Regions from separate parts of the Hordeum vulgare genome. Here all the other regions are linked to region 1. The links are chromatin contacts, called in public Hi-C maps. All regions are on one chromosome and are shown on one strand. Each heading gives the region's core, a stretch centred on a gene start, on an enhancer-like site or on the middle of the called end of the contact. The rest is flanking DNA. Distances are from core to core; before and after follow the strand shown.

Region 1 (3,288 bases), core at 364-2,863:
AAGCATGTACCTAGAAGACTATAACTCTGCACTTTGTACCGGTTCCACACTGGAAACCATCATCCATCTGTTCTGGGACTCTCAATTTGCAATGTCCTGTTGGTTTTCTATCACCCCCTCTAAACTTAGAGATATTTCAATCTTCGATGACATCTTACTCACTATGGATGAATTTCCAACATATATTGCACTAAAGTTAGTAATCACGGGGTGTTGGAGCATTTGGATGACTAGTAATGACAAAATCTTTAGGAGGGCACTACAATCTTTGGGCACATGGAAATACTATCCAAAAGAAGGGCTACATGTGACACAAATAAGAGCAAATCAAGGGAAAGCAGACAAGGTGAGTAATTGGATACAACAGAACCATTAATTTAATTTTCATGCTTGCTAGAACTAGGATTAGATAATTGTCTTATAGTCCTCACTTTGTACATATTTTATTATTAATGAAAATTACCGTAGAACAAGTGTTCTAGTGTTTTGGCTAAAAAAATGGTAGAACCCTCCTCATCAGGATTTAAGTGTTATACTTGACACATGATGTATCGATCCAGTCTCTCGAAGATGCTTATATGGATAGGGTGTATGTTCGTGTGCGCAGTAGCGAAGGCGGGAATTAATTGTAGTTGTGATGGAGGTTATTTGATATATGCAGCTTAATTTCAATCTTCAAAGATGTATTATATGTATATAAGTGTATACACAAAAATCTAGGTATGGCACAAGCCATACATTGCTAGATTGATGGCTACGTCACTCGATGTGTGTTCATAGGAATTATAAGATATGTGTATATATAAGCATCTGCGTTTACATTGAATTAAAAAATCATTGGTTGAATAATATAAATTGCCTTATTTGATTCTTCCTTCGTTCTAAAATAAATGACCCAACTTTATATTAAGGGGATGTTTGTTTCCAGGGATTTTTTGGTGCAGGGACTAAAAAAGTCCCTTTTAGTCCCATGTGAAACAAACAGGAGGGACTTTTAGGGACTAAAAGGGGTATTTGGAACTAAAGGAAGAAGTCCCTATAGCAGAGTCTTTTTGGGACTTTTTTAACACATTTTCCAACAGTGCCCCTACTTTTAGCATGCCATTTAATAACTTCTACTACATTATTAGGGATAACATTGTCATTTTGCATGTCATTTAATGATCTTTAATCCCTGTTTAGTCCATGAAAACAAACAGGTAGGGACTAGAAACTTTTTAGTTGAGATTAAAAAAAGTCCTAAGACTGCTGAAACAAACAGGCCCTAACTCTAACAAAAAAATTGTCCTAACCTTGACGCTTTTATTTTGGAAACGAGGAAGTAATCTGAGTAACTTGATATAAATAAGGTCTTTAAACACTACTACAGCACGGACGAATTACCCCAGTCGAGACTTGCGGAAACGATAAGCAAGTCTAGCTATGATAGTAACATGGTTTGCGACTGCGAGCTTTTCATCGCGGCTCGGCGCCCTAGTAGAAACAAGAGTGAAGCGAAAGCAGCGTTGATGTGAACGGACGAAGGCGAGTGACGTCCCTCCGGCTCGGGGAGAGGTGAGGCGCGATCGACCAAGCACCCGTGCGGGTGCTCCACCCACTGGCGCCACGACACGCGTAAAGCCAATCATATAACCGTGGGTCCTCCCGCCCGCACGTGTGGGGGGTGTCAGCTGGTCTATCCTCAAAAGGAATGGATCCCACGAAGTCCCAATTAACTAACGATAAGACCTGATTTGATTATATTTCCTTGTGTACTACTCGTACTAAGAATGGAGCCCAGCCCACTTTCAGTCGGGCATGCTTAAACAAAGCATTAGTAATTTGGAAGCGAATTTCTCTACAACTAAAAGAAAAGTAATTTGGGAGCGACTATTTGCAAGTCACCTGATTTTTTGGGGGTAAATCATTTTTTTCACTGTCATGTTAATTTTCTCTGTCCGATTTGCAATTGGGGGCAGTGCTATGTGTTGGCTGGACGATGATAATGTGATAGGACGCGTTTTGTGCTAACGGATCTTTTTAGATGACCGTTGAACTGGTAGCCGTTAGATCTAGATCTATCCATCCTCCAACACCGGCCTCGTCATTGTAACAAAGATAGAGTTGCAGAATTTTTTGCAACAAATTTTATATTGCAGAAACTTTTTTGTAATATAGGTGATGTTACATAAAATTTTTTACATAATGTTTGCAACATGGATTTAAGTTGCAAAAGAAAATTTTGCAACACTAATGACGACACACAAAATATTTGAAGTTTTTATTGTCTTTAATTTTTTAACATAAATGTTCTTGCGGATGACAATTTAGCAACCCACACGATGTTGCATTTTTTTACAAAAAGAGATACCGAAAGGACACGTGTCACGCAAAGGAGGCGGTCAAACACCCATGTGCGGTCCACCGATTGAACGCAAGTGTTTTCCTAATATGATAAGACTCCATCTGTAGCCGTTGAATGGAGTGACCAACAATTCTCCCATCTCTCCATGGGAACGCTAGACTTTACAACAAGGTCGTGTTATGGTCTTTGCTTTGCAATACAAGCCTTGTTACGATCCCATCGAACCCTTTTTCTTCTACTTTGAAACAGGGCCTCTATTGCAGTCGCAACAAAATCCCATTCTAGCGTTTCCATCAAATAGTGTTTCCTTTTAAACAAAACATCTATTGCAAACATTTTTTTCCTTGAAACAATGCATGTGCAGTGAACACTCACTAGTAAGAAAAACCTTTTTAGGACCCTATTAGTAGCGCTGGAATATAGCATGCGCTCCTGCTACTTATGATTAGCGTTGGATCTGCCAAACGCTACTGCTAAGGCCTTAGCGGTAGCGGTGGAAATGTAAAAAACGCTACTGCTAAATGGGACCCAACGAGCCCACCGACGGTAGCTGTAGTAGCAGCGCGTCCTTGAAAAAAAACGCTAATGCTAAGTACAATAGTAGTAGCGCTCGGGGGGAATTAGCGCTACTGCTACTAGGCCCCACTTAGCACTAGCGGTGCTCGAGAAAAGCGTCACTACTAAGACCAATAGCAGTAGCGCCCTTTGCAAAGCAGCGCTGCTCCTAGGCGTGGCTGGTGACAGCTTTTCACCCACACACCCTCTCTCCCCCCTTTGCCCTCTCCCCTCCTTTCTCCTCTCCTCTCTCTAAGTTACTTCTTCATCATTGTTGCCCTTCTTCTCTCTTCCTTCTACCTCTCTTCTCTCCCCATTAATGCCCCCTCCACCCTAATTCTCTGCCATAAATGACCTCTTCTAACTCTATCTTCCAAATTTATTTGGCT
Region 2 (3,288 bases), core at 487-2,986, 230 kb after region 1:
GACATTCCAAGCGACTGTTTGCCGATCTCGCCGCAGGTTTTGTAGACACGAATACATACAGCGCACGCATGATTAATCGTACGGTGTAATCGATACACGACTCTTTGGTGCCGCCGCAGCTTAGTAGGACTGCTCGACTCTTCACGTGCTCAGCCTGTTGCTTGCATGCCGATCTACAGCTCTGCGCGCAGGTCATGCAAACGCCGCATTGGGTAGAACTCAACAGAGTATACTCGTGTGAACAGTTCAGATCCGCAGTAGTACAGCGTTCCACAACCACAAGGTCCACAACCAGGAGTAGAGCAATTGTTCCTCGGGCCAACGGTGGGGCCAACGTGACCCTTGGCCCTTCTCAGCCGGCACAGGCGCGACGGCTACGAGACGGTTCCATGCATGCATGCTTTTTTTTTAAAAAAAAAGTTAAACTTTCGGTGCAGCCATCTTATTAATTATTCCATAAAGATTTAACAAAAGTATACATTAATCCATCCAAAGCCACCCCTCACACCTACAAACTCGATAATGTAAAGTGCTCTTACTTCACATATCTAATACCGGTGTTGTTTTCAATTCATCCACATAACGTATCGAGAACAACAGCCGATACAGCACACCTAAAATGCACAACTTACGCACACGCTTTACCAGCCGCCATCCATGCATGCATGCACGCCCATATGCATATGCATGACGACACGCATCGTCCGATCTGGTGAATGTAATTAGCAACCACCAGCTGAAAAGGAAAAAGAAGAACTTAGGGATCATGAGTCGTGTCAGCAGCTAGCCAGCTAAACACGACCCGATCCTAATCCTGTCAAGCATCAATTGATTCCAACAGCCGAGCAAGGCTGGATGGAACCCAACGACCGACCGTTGGACGATGGACTGGCCAGCCCAGGCCCAGCAGCCAAGCTGCAAAATCAAGCGCACGGACGGGCGGGGCAAGGTGGTGGCGGTGGGCGGCCACGGAAAAACAGTGGTCTTCTCTTCCCGCTGCCGCTATGCGTCGGTCGCACGGCACACCGCATCACCGGCGTCGCCGTCGCGCGGGGCGTCGGCGTCGGGCGCGCACGCACTCGCTGACGCACGTGACCCCGGACATGCCAGGGAAGGAGAGCGCCGTCCGTGCCGTGCCGACCGATCGGACGAACGCGTACGCGCCCGAACTACACCGACCGGTCCCCCATGCATGAACGGGCCAACAGCCACGGCGACCCCGACGGGCGAACCCCCGCCTCCGCGCACGGTCCAGCGCCGTACGGCCCGCAGCCCGGCCCCATCCGCCGTACGTCGCCCTCCCCCGCCGCTGTCAGGCCGGCCTGGTCACCACGACGCGGCTGGCGGCGAGCTACACATGCGCGCATCACTGCACACCAGATTGCATATCTCGCGGGCGGGCGGGAGTGACAGTGACGACCCTAGCTGGCGCACGCACGCACTATTCATGGTCCTGCATATCATTGGGACGGGCCCCCCCGGGGTTGGAAGGCCTTGCACCTTGGAGTCGAGCGCAGTGTGGGTGGGTGGGTGTGCGTGTGTGCCCATGGATCTCCCGCGCGATCCACCATTAAGACCGCACAGCTGCAGCCCACTGTTCGGAAGAAGAAGCCTGCGTGGACGATGGATCGATCGATCGTCCATCCATGGGTGGTCGTAGCTTAGCTCGGTCGATCACGGACCGGATATTTGGGTCGGGTCGGGTGCATGCACAGGGGATCGATCGCACGCTAACATGTGGACGGCGACGGCGACGGTCCCGACGGCCGTACCAACGGGATGGATCGCGTACGTCTCTTTGTCCCGCCGCGTCGAGGCTTATTTATTCGCCATTTTTTTTTCTCAGCTGCTGGCCTGCAGCTAGCTGGGGTCGCTGACTGACGGGACTAAAAAGTTTGCAGATTAATGTGGGGCGACCTCTTCTCTGCCATTTGAATTCTTTTGTAGGAGCATGGTATATATGCTAGCTGAGGTAGTACTAGTACTTATGGTACGGGTTTCCTTCTTCGACGCTGTTCACTGTTCCATCGGCGGGCGATCGATCGATCGGGTGGGGCTGGACCATTATTTCGCTAATGCTTAGTTATTTATTTTCTCTTTTGTTTACACACGTTTATCAACACGGTAGCATGAATGTGTGCTATAACAGTTTCAATGAGGGTTTCGTGCATGATATATAGTACCATGCAGATCGATCAGCTGAGCCACCGGTACCCCTGGGAAATGAGAAACTTCACATGAAATAATACTCAACCAACGCATACTACGTATACAAGAATCAGGAACAGTTCACACGTCCCAGCGGCACGCAAGACGAAACGGTGGGCGTCCATCAAACACGTCGACAACATGCGTGAGTCGCAGGCTCACGGCCTGAGCGCCGTATGAACTTTACGGGAAAGCGCTAGTACAATTTCCCAGAAGATACGTTGTGAAGAACTTTCGGTAACCCTGTCGTGCATGTTCTAGTCTAGTCAGTTCCATTTCTCGAACTATGCAACAGTTCTTTCGTGGCCGCACTTTTGGCCGTTTCTTTTGGGGGTGATATCTTTCCTCCTTTTGCAATGGCCCGTGCAGCATGATTACGGGGCTCCTACAACAGGCATGGCCATGCCATTGCCACCAGAAAGCTCGCACAGTGCTAAGCGTAGGAGGGCTGGAAAAAAAGCCTTTGACTGGTAGAAAAAGAGGATGCGTGCTGCATGCATGCATGGGCTTTGCCTTTGCATATTGCATTGCATGACCCCAGCCCATTCCGCTACTCATGAGTCACACCAAGCCCCTTGCAAGTTGCAACAGTGCTTATCGTCGGCTTGTTGTTGATTGGCAGGCACGTCGAAAGAAAGAAAAAAACAAGGCAACCACCGAAGAGCACTGTGCGATTACTACTACTATTTGATGACAGAATTATCTGTTGGGCAGTTAGCTCAGCCTGTTCTGGCTGGCCTGCAGCTTTCCTGAAGCCTGATAGTAACAAATTAACCATATGTCATGTAGTACATATGGAACCTAATACACTTTTCGAGTGAGCGCTGATTTGACCTCATTTCACTAGAAGACGTGTCGGCAGACCCTGTGCCAGCCATCATCAGCAGGTTAAAAAAGGGAAAGGGAAGTAGAACAGCAAGTAGTCTCGGGAAAGATGTTTTGATGTCCCTCGACACCATGATTCACGAACGTGCATGAACAAAAAGATGATGCGGGGGCGAAAAGAAAGAAAGGCCTCCATACATTAGACTCTCTCGCTATATATATATATATATATTTACAGCATATACTTTTACCCAT
Region 3 (3,288 bases), core at 270-2,769, 220 kb before region 1:
CCCCACTGTGGCCGGGCGGGCGTACGATCTTGCTTGCTTGCTTGCATCGCATGGACCACGCCGCCACCACCACCGCCTCCTCAGCTGTGCCTGTGATGCGGCCGGGTGCACGGCAAGTAGCTAGCTAGTATATGCTGTGCATGGCGCGGTGTTAATCGGACAGTCGTTGGTGGCAGAGCGGAGAGATACCTTCTTGGCTTCGTGCTGGGCGGAGAAGACGGCGGAGGAGGAGGAAGGCAGCCAGTCGCGGAGGACGAGGAGGGTGTGGCGCTCCACCTCCGGGAGGAGCACGGCGCGGAGGCGGAGGGAGCTGAGGAAGTTGAGGGAGATGGAGCGCATCTCGCGGTGGGGGTCGCCCACGAGCACCAGCATGGACCATTTGCCCAGGATGCCGCCGATGCTCCGCGGGTAGCTGCACTCGAACAGCCGCCCCTCGTTCTGCAGGATGTACCGGTTCAGCCCCGCGTCCGCCGACACCACCGTCCGCTCCCCGAACAGGCTCGACCGGTATATCTTCCCGTACCTGCATCCATACCCATACCATACCATACCATCATACGACGTCAGCCCGAATGCTCCATCCATCGTCCGCCTGTTCGCGGTCGCATGCCTGTATGTATGTATGTATGTATGTATGCATATGTGTACACCAACCGTGCGATGTGCTGGTTCATGAACTGGCCGATGGAGGTGGCCGGGTGGGCGCGGAGGTACCCGAAGGTCTCGCCGACGAAAGGCCAGCCGGCGGCGCCGGGCGGCAGATTCGGCCGCTTCTTCTTCGTCCGGCCGCTCCACCGGTGGAGGCCATGGCATTTGGCCACGCTGCTGGTGTAGAAGGTGAGCAGGGCCAGGAGGATGAAGGGGAGGAAGAAAAGGAGCTCGCTGGTTATGGAGGCCATCATGGCGGCCATGAGCTACTGATCGATTGAGAACCCGCAGTTCCCTTCTCGATCACTCGCTCTCGCTGCGTTGGCGTGTGTATGTGTGAGCGATGATGGCCCTGGAGAGAGAGCGAGAGAGGGAGAGAGAAAATAAAACGGAGGCCGGATTAAAGAGTGGCTTTAAGCTCTAAAGAAAGATTTCTCTCTCTGCGAGCTTTGTGCAAAGAAAATCTTGCTGGGAAGGCGCCCACTTCGCCCTTCCCTCCTCTCTCTGTTGTGGTGCTCTTATATAAGTTTTTGAGGTGTGTGACAGGGAGGAGGAGGTGGTTGTGGGCATTCTTTTAGCCAGATTTTAATTTTTGGTGCGGCGCAGGGCGTGGGGACACTGCCACATCTTTCCTTTTTCCTCTCTATATATAATACTCTACTCCATTTCTCTCGGATTTGGAAATACAAATAATCATTACTCTCTCCGTCCGAACTCACAGGCCCTCGTACGCCGAATCAACCATGGAATTCGCGCAATGCGACCATTCCTTCCGGGTTTTTGAACGGTTACGTGGTGGCACTCGTGTGGCCAAGCCACGCTGCAGATGCTTCGGGTTTCACTTCAGTTGAAAAAGAAGAAAAATTACAAGGAAAATAGATCGTAGATGTGGTCCACACGGGGTCACATGTTTAACCGAGTTTAGTATATGGGCAAAGAGTTTTAATTAAGTCTCATGTTTCACACACCCACATGTTTTACTAACAACATGGGGTAATCATGCTCAAGGGTTGCATAGGTAATTAAATTTGTTTATTAAATGCTACCAGCCACGGTAATTTGTGACATCTAATTTGTTTTTGCAGGGTGCGCATATTATGTAGTATAGCTCTTATCAAAGCAATATGTTGTATGAGATGCAAAGTGATTGTAGTTCTATTTCATGGCATCCATGATGCAAAGTGATTGTAGTTCTATTTCATGGCATCCATGTTGTGAGCACGTCATGATGGTTGGAGTCATATGATTATTATTAACTTAATTGCCCTAGGGGTAAAGGTAATGCATTTATTTTTATTATCTATGGACATAACAATAGTTATAGTTGCACAAACACTAGTAGAAAACATGCCTTTCGTCCTGAGCATTAGTCCTGGTTGTGTTTCTGACCGGGACTAATGTGATCATTTGTCCCGGTTCCAACGGCTAGGGAGCGTCTCGAGGCACGGCTAGGATTAGTCCCCGTTCAATTGTGACCTTTAGTCCCGGTTGTATTACAAACCGAGACTAAAGGGGTGATGGCATGCTGGTGGTAGGCTGGGGGTCAGCGAACCCATTTCGTCCCGGTTGGTATTACCAACCGGTACTAGAGGTGTACCTTTAGTCCCGGTTTGTATCCACAACCGAGACTAAAGATGTCCCTATATAAACCCCTTCGTCCAGCCCAAGCTCATCCTCTCTGTTTTCCCCATAGCTCGAGCTCTCATCCTCCATTTTTGTCAACATTTGTCAAGATTTGAGGCACCCCATCTATCCAAGGGTTGTAAAAGGTTAGCAACTTCATGCTTTCACCTCTCATTGCTAGTTTAGCTTGTTTCATGATCTATAGGTATAGTGAGTTGTGGTTTTTAGTGTGGGAGTAATTATGTGAGAGTTTATTTGAATAATATGCAATTATGGGTGAAATGATGATACCATGCCAAATTTCAACCTTTTAAGAGGTCATTTGTAGTGATTTTCTATTTGAGGATCATTTAGCTAAAAAAAATCATTAAATGCATGAAAAATAGCAAATGAAGTGAGAAATGGTTGAAAATTGATGACGTGGCTTCGAATGGTGCATATTGTACGCTGAAAAAGTCTGGAGTTGAAATAAGCTTATAAATGAAATGCCTTTGTAACTAATGAGTATTCGTCCGAAACCGTGATACTTCGAAAAAGATTGACAAGTTTGTACACAAAGTGCATTCACTTTTTGCCGTAACCCTCTCAACTTTTTTAGCACATGCTATGTGGGTGAAATGATGATAACATGCCAAATTTCAACCTTTTTAGAGGTCATTTATAGTGCTTTTCAATTTGAGGGTCATTTAGCTCAAAAAAGTCATTAAATGCATGAAAAATAGCAAATGAAGTCAAAGAGGGTTGAAAATTGATGATGTGGCTTTGCATATTGAATGTACAAAAAGTCCAAAGTTAAAATGAGCTTAAAAAATGAAATTCCTTTGTAACACATGAGTATTCATCCGAAACCTTGATATTTCAAAAGAGATTATCCAATTTGTACATGAAGTGCATCGAGTTTTTGCTGTAACCCTCTCAACATTTTAACACATGCTATGTGGGTGAAATGATGACACCATGCCAAATTTCAACCTTTTCAGAGTTCATTTGTAGTGCTTTTCAATTTCAGGGTCATTT

Evidence for each region. A called contact is a pair of places that touch in the nucleus more often than the background predicts.
Region 2: a Hi-C map of seedling shows a contact between it and region 1, with 4 times the contacts expected there. The contact joins two enhancer-like sites. A contact is called at or near these places in 3 of 6 Hi-C or Micro-C datasets (leaf and seedling).
Region 3: a contact with region 1 is called in a Hi-C map of seedling, with 4 times the contacts expected there. The contact joins the promoter of LOC123449233 here to the enhancer-like site in region 1. A contact is called at or near these places in 3 of 6 Hi-C or Micro-C datasets (leaf and seedling).

Annotation. Positions count from the first base shown.
Region 1 is chr4H:517,140,221-517,143,508 of MorexV3_pseudomolecules_assembly, reverse strand. No RefSeq gene overlaps it. Among protein-coding and RNA genes, the nearest start is that of LOC123449233, 220 kb to the left of the region's middle. Within about 2 kb of position 1,613, at least 3 of the 3 cell types and tissues checked have open chromatin away from gene starts, as enhancers often do. A contact at or near this core is called in leaf and seedling, where this site is marked.
Region 2 is chr4H:516,909,714-516,913,001 of MorexV3_pseudomolecules_assembly, reverse strand. No RefSeq gene overlaps it. Among protein-coding and RNA genes, the nearest start is that of LOC123449232, 13 kb to the right of the region's middle. Within about 2 kb of position 1,736, at least 3 of the 3 cell types and tissues checked have open chromatin away from gene starts, as enhancers often do. A contact at or near this core is called in leaf and seedling, where this site is marked.
Region 3 is chr4H:517,357,976-517,361,263 of MorexV3_pseudomolecules_assembly, reverse strand. It overlaps LOC123449233 (cytochrome P450 90B2), which reads right to left and starts at 1,519. Exons shown (of 8, transcript XM_045126374.1): 1 at 655-1,519; 2 at 190-523. The coding sequence starts at 911.